Linked DNA regions of Zea mays: region 1 is linked to region 2. The links are chromatin contacts, called in public Hi-C maps. All regions are on one chromosome and are shown on one strand. Each heading gives the region's core, a stretch centred on a gene start, on an enhancer-like site or on the middle of the called end of the contact. The rest is flanking DNA. Distances are from core to core; before and after follow the strand shown. Region 1 holds the start of LOC100274378. Region 2 has its middle 51 kb from the start of LOC103633876.

Region 1 (3,072 bases), core at 507-3,006, 590 kb after region 2:
GCTAACTATCAAGCAGGTGGAGGTGACTTGTGATCTAAATCTAACTATGAAGAAACAGATCGTGGGCGGCTCGCCTTAGTAATCACAGAACCAACTTGACATGGTTATTGACCTTGCTATCTGAAAACAAGGTCCAATTTATGCAACCTGACTTTGGCAAAACTGGAATATATTAAGAACAATCTCGACACATGTGGAATTCTCAAAGGCTGTCTTGCATGAGTCATCTGACACAACTGAAGTACAATGTTTGCACAATTCTCTCCCATCCCTTCCAAATCTGCCTAAATGTGGTCTTTATTACATGGGCCTAGCTCAGAACAGGTGGCACACCACCCCTTCTGTTTCGCTCTCATTTTTTTATGTCTTCACCTTCATTCCTTACAAGAATCACAGAATTGAGTTCGTGTGCACAAGACCGAGTGGCTAGTCATTGCATGTCTGTTGTAGCTGGTGGTGTGGTTTGAAATTTGAATTGAAGGACTGATGTCCTCACAAAAAAAAGTGTAGTTTGTCAAAAATGATTCAAGTCTATATTTTGATGCCTATGTTGATAAAAATCAAGTTTTGTGAAACTGGTTTTAGAAAGCGTAGTTTTGTAAAAAAAAATGAATTGTAGTCTTGTAGTATTTTCTGTACTTCGAGTATTCTGTAAAATTTGCTCAAATGCCACTTTGAATTAAGAGATTTATACTAACATGTTGCTTCTGTTTTTTGTATTCAGTCCTTTGATCTTGCAAGTATGAAGGAAAGTGAGATGGATTTTACTGCAAGCTTTGAGCTGATGCTCAGTGAAAGTAGTGCCACTGTGTCAGGAGTGACCTGGTGCTATGGCATTGTCTTGTGGTTTGACACGGGGTTTACCGACAGATTCTGCAAGGAGAAGCCTGTTGTCCTCTCCACCTCTCCCTTCTCTACACCAACTCACTGGTCACAGACAATCTTCACCTTTGAAGAGCCCATTGCAATGGCGAAGGAGGAATCAACCCTGGGTTCATCTGCATTGGCTGGCACAGATGAGTGCCCAGCTACGGCGCTCAGGTCTCGGATCAGCATCGTGAGGGCATCTGAGCACCGCAGCATAGACATATCGGTTGAAACCACAGCAATCAGTTCAGATGGCCGGAAGCGCAGCTGGCCTGTTCAGATATTCAACTTGTGACCAATCATTATACCTCTTTGGGCTTCCTACCACCACAAGCAATTGTTACTAGAATTTGTCTTGGTCGTTTAAGTTTTGCACACTGAATGGAGCACTTTGTGCTACTGATTTTTTGGTAAAACGATGATCGTGAGAATTAGATTGGAAGGCTTTCTGGAATGGTTAGGGTGTAATGTTGTACAATAATCTAATTCGCATTGGTTTGGCCCTAGTTCAGTTGAATGATGTTGACGGGGTTGAAGGCAAACATAATGTATTTGTTGTAGTCATCAAACGTGTTGCGCACAATTCACAAACAGCAATGGCATGTAGCTGTTTATCTAACCGATGCACACCTGCATTGTACTTTAAAATTAAACAAAAAAAGTAGAGCTTATGGAATCAGTGTATATGATATGATGCCCTCCATTCGTAAGCTACTAAAGTTTAAGTAGTACACTTTTTCTCTTTCCAACCTCTTTCGTTATTCTTTCCATTACGAAACGAGAAAGTAATACTTTTTTTCAACACGGTCGTAAGCAATGACGTGGAAATATTAGACTCCCACACGTATATTACAACAGCTGTGCTGCTAGGCACCCACTCCCCAGTCAAGGCATATCCATTCCATGGATCTCGCGTCCCTGCTCCTCTCCCAGCTGCTGCTGCTTCCGGTGGTAACGGTTGTCTCCGGCGAGACCGCCGCGCACCCGGGCTACGCGCACGCTGAGGAGGCATGCAGCGGTATGCTAGAGGCAGAGGCGGAGAAAGCAACGGTGCTGGTGCCTGCGCCGGAGCGGCGCGAAGAGTTCGACGGCGGGCGGATCGTGGACATCAGCCACTACTACCGCGAGGACATGCCGGAGTGGGAGTCATCAGAGGGCTCCGGCGAGTTCCTGCAGCTGGCGCGGTCCATGCGCAACGGCTCCGACATCGCTAACTTCTCGGAGCTCCGGCTCACTGCGCACTCCGGCACCCACGTCGACGCGCCGGGACACGTCTTCGAGCACTACTACGACACCGGCTTCGACGTCGACACCCTCGACCTCGCTGTCCTCAACGGTATATTGCTATCAATGTTGCTTTCAGCATTTACTGTACTTTAAGAAGGGTTTATTTTTCTCCAAAAGTAAGTAAAAAAAATGAGTTGAAACGGTGTGCAGGACCAGCGCTGTTGGTTGACGTTCCCAGAGATAAGAACATCACAGGTAAAATAAAAAGACACAACAGACCAACATTTACTTTTGAGTACTACTGTCTACTGCAGTACATACTTTGCTCGTAAATTAGCATTAGCCAAAATCCTCACCTTTTTTTGGTAGGATTATATTATTTGGCTTAGAGAATGTTTTTATAACAAAATAACAATAATAATAAGATTGTCCAATCAAATTCTTTCAGTTTACCAGCAGCTTCATGAAACTTGAGATGATGACTAGCTCTAAGAATTCTTATAGTTGTAGCTGTGTAAACAACCTAACTCTAGATACGTACATATGACCATCCATAACCCTACTATTTTTTTAGTAAATAATAATTAGATACTTCTATTCTGTTATCTAAAAAAATATTTCCATAAGAGGTTCAAATTCTAAATTGCAGGTGGGTATCATGGTGTTTAGCATAGGTTTTAAACGACCAAGCATTATCTAACGTCCCATGATGTAGAGTCAATTGATGATTACAAAAATATAGGCATATAGCTAGACTTTTGGAATGGTTAACATAACTCACAAGCACTTTTGGATTAAAAATGTTCTTAATATGATGGTGTGTAACATGACTTTAGTTCAAGACAAGTCACAAAATATTGCCTATTTTTTTATTGTAGCTGATGTTATGGCATCCCTAAACATTCCTAAAGGTGTTCGACGTGTACTCTTTCGGACCCTAAATACAGACAGGTATGTTTTAGGCTGTCTCCAGCAGCG
Region 2 (3,298 bases), core at 251-2,750:
CTAACACCACAACCGATGGTGCCTAAATAAGACCCAAGAAGAAATATAACCTCAACAATGAAGGATATGAGTAAAAACAGATCCTCAAACAAATCAAGATCCACCACCCGAAATAAAAGTCTTCCTTACCTAACTTTCTTTTACCCCAAATCTTCTCTACACTCACCTAATAGCTAAAACCTGATGTACCCTTGTTTTGTATGCCACACCTGCTAATGGCATGAACATTTCAGGGGTATATAAAAAATATACTAGAGTTTCATAAAGATAAAGTCAACTGGATATGCTCAACTAAATGGTATTCTTAAATGGGATTATAGAATCTAATTTGATCTAAACAAATGTGGTCGACTTAAACAGATTAGTGGTACTTGGACCCCACTAGCCAGGTGTTAACTTAACTTAGCACATCAGACCAACTCAACCATGAGTTAACCCAACCAATAAAGTCATGATGAATTATATAATCTATCTATCCCCACCTAACATCAAACAAACTTTTGACCTACAGCGTGTAGTCTATCTCATCCATATCTATCTTACTCATATTACTCAACCCGATGATATACACTGACCTCGAATCAATAAGACCAAGACTGGAGAAGGAAAAGATCAACATCGATAAGGAAGGATATAACAGTCAAAGCGAATCTCGAGATGAATCAAGACTTAAACATATTGGATAAAGTCCTTCCCTTGCCATAATCTTTCTTACCTCAACCTGTCCAGCTTATATCCTACATAATAGGTAGCTGGATGCCTATGCTCTCTTAATCACCCACTATTGACTATAAAAAATGATGAGACTCTGGATTTTTTAACCAATAATAGACTAAAAGCTGAATTACAAACCAATCCTTCCGTATCCCTTTTCTTACAAATCTCGGGGACGAGATTTCCGTTAAGGGGGTAGAATTTGTAGCACCCAAAAATATTATTATGGATTTCTAATATAATAATACGAAGATTTGAATCATGATATTCTTTAATGCAAATTATATCACCTTTTAAGTCACATCTTCTTAAATAAATATAGTTAAATACTAAAAGATTTAATGATCTTATATAAATTAAGTTATTCGTTTACATAAAAACAATGTTTAGAAATGTTATCTGAAATAACTATTAATAAATTTGTGCAATACAAATTATTTCATTAAAGCATATATATGGTGAGACATTTTACATAAACCATGTTTTCTTGAATTATATGTTTTGTGGCATGAACAAAGGAATCAATATAAATAAATATATAATGTATACCTGCATTGTCATGCTAAGATTTCTGTTTGATGCATCTAATATATGTTTGAAATTCAGAATCAAACTTAGGCTTGAAATGGGAAATGAAAATATGAAATAGAAATAGAAAAAAAGAGAATAAGGAACCGAATTGGGCTTCACTTCCGGCCGATTCACCTTACCAGCCCACCCGCGCCCACCAAAGCCGGCTGACACGCGGACCCTACCTGCCAGCCGCACACCGCGCAGCCTACTCCAACCACGCGTGCGCGCAGCTTCCTCGCTGTTGGCCGGGTGGCTCTCTGACTTGTGGGGCCGACTTGTCAGTACTTCCTTCCCCAAAACGCTCGCAACAGCCGCTGCGATCCCTGCGTGAATACTGCGGGCGCCTGACCGATTTGTCGCGAGATCAGCGTGTTCCACTCGGGATATAAAGCCTAAACTCCACGGCCGCCTTGCCCAACCCATGGCTAGTAGCCGGGCGCCCCTTTTCCCCTCGGCACTCGACTCCCGTGTCTCCCTTGTTTCCTAGCCATGGTGGTGGACCCCTATGACCGGGAGGGCGATCTACGGCCGTCGGCACGACCGCGCACGGCGGGCGTCTTCTCAACCACGTTCTAGGCGCAGTGGAAGCCGGTGGGCCCTGGATCCTCCGCGTGCCACCTCTGCTACACGCCGACTGCGGTGGTGCGCTCGCCATGGCGCACCTGCGCCTCCGTCCCCTCCTGCTTGCAGTAAGGCCCCGCGCACCTCCATGACGCAACTCGTGTGCGCCCGCTCTTGTCACTCGCGGTCGCGCTGCCGCGGCTCCCAGTTGCCGTGCGGGGCAGGGCCAAACTAGACGACGCCCTCGCCGTTTGGGGGTCTGCATGGTTACTCGGGGGCTTGGTCCACGGCGGGCATAACCAGTTGCCGGAGTTGGGCGTCGTCGCCGGTCCGCATCGCGTTGCGAGCACCATCGCCATCGCTACGGTGTCAGAAGAAGAGGGCTACATCGAGCGTCCGCGACGTGAGATTGGGGAGAGAAGGGTTGCCATCGCCATGGACAAAGCACTGGGCCGCAGCCGAAGAACTTCATCTGCGCTAGGGTTGCGCAGCACCGTGACTCGCGCTTCGTCGTCGGCCATCCCCTGCCTCCTTCAACGGTGAGAATTCCCCCTCCTCCAAGTCAACGGGGCCGAGTCACTTGATGTTGGCGCAGTCTTGCGTATTCCAAGAGAAGGTAGAAGACACATGGGGAGCGATAGATTTTGAAATCAAGGGTGGGGATTGGATCCATGGATGGGTAGCCTCGGCCGTCCGATGCGGATCTTGTGTGCGAGAATCGATCTAGGAATTTTAAATCTGGGCGGTTGATTCTCGAACCAATGGTGCTGGTGTAGCGTTCGTTGTGGACTGTGGATCTGTGATCCATGGGTCGTTGTCATAGATTGCGTCGTTAAAGTGGAGATCTAATCTGGGCCACCGGATCTAGATCGGACGGCTCTGAGTCCCCGGTACCTCTTCGCGTTGCCGAGTTGCTAAAGAGCCCTTGTACATTGTACGAATTAACCCGCAGACTAGGGGTAGTGTTAAGGTATTAAACTTAAGTCCTAATATTTTCAGAATGGCCCCTGTGCTCTCGGATTTTTATGTCCGCAGTCCATAATCGTTGGAGGAGTACAAGATTTAAAATAGAAAATGATTTCTAGAATGAAAACAATTACATAAACTTGGTTAATTCATAACTAACTCATTTTAACTCATTTTTGACCTATTCAATTGCATTAATTTTATAATTATATTTTTTATGACCTAGTAACTTTGTTTTAACATGGAAGCCACATTAGAATTGATCACTCAATTAATTTTGTACCAAGCACATAAAGACTTCAGAAAATCATAACTAATACATGTTAACTCTGTTTCAATCCATTCAAGTTGCGTTAGTTTCATATAAATATTTACTACTCAGTAGGAGCATTAATTATACGATATCACATACTTCTATAATTAAGTAACTAATTGATTAATCTATGTTTATTGGGATTAGCTTTGTTAATATGGCATTCTGGTT

What was found. A called contact is a pair of places that touch in the nucleus more often than the background predicts.
Region 1: a Hi-C map of ear shows a contact between it and region 2, with 4 times the contacts expected there. The contact joins the promoter of LOC100274378 here to the enhancer-like site in region 2. A contact is called at or near these places in 2 of 25 Hi-C or Micro-C datasets (ear and tassel).

The regions. Positions count from the first base shown.
Region 1 is chr7:51,273,685-51,276,756 of Zm-B73-REFERENCE-NAM-5.0, forward strand. It overlaps LOC100274378, which reads left to right and starts at 1,757. Exons shown (of 7, transcript NM_001148738.2): 1 at 1,757-2,203; 2 at 2,305-2,349; 3 at 2,973-3,045. The coding sequence starts at 1,771. LOC103632361 (probable protein arginine N-methyltransferase 3) reads left to right here. Exons shown (of 7, transcript XM_008654177.3): 7 at 725-1,450. The coding sequence ends at 1,162.
Region 2 is chr7:50,684,326-50,687,623 of Zm-B73-REFERENCE-NAM-5.0, forward strand. No RefSeq gene overlaps it. Among protein-coding and RNA genes, the nearest start is that of LOC103633876, 51 kb to the right of the region's middle. Within about 2 kb of position 1,501, at least 18 of the 20 cell types and tissues checked have an H3K27ac peak or open chromatin away from gene starts, as enhancers often do. A contact at or near this core is called in ear and tassel, where this site is marked.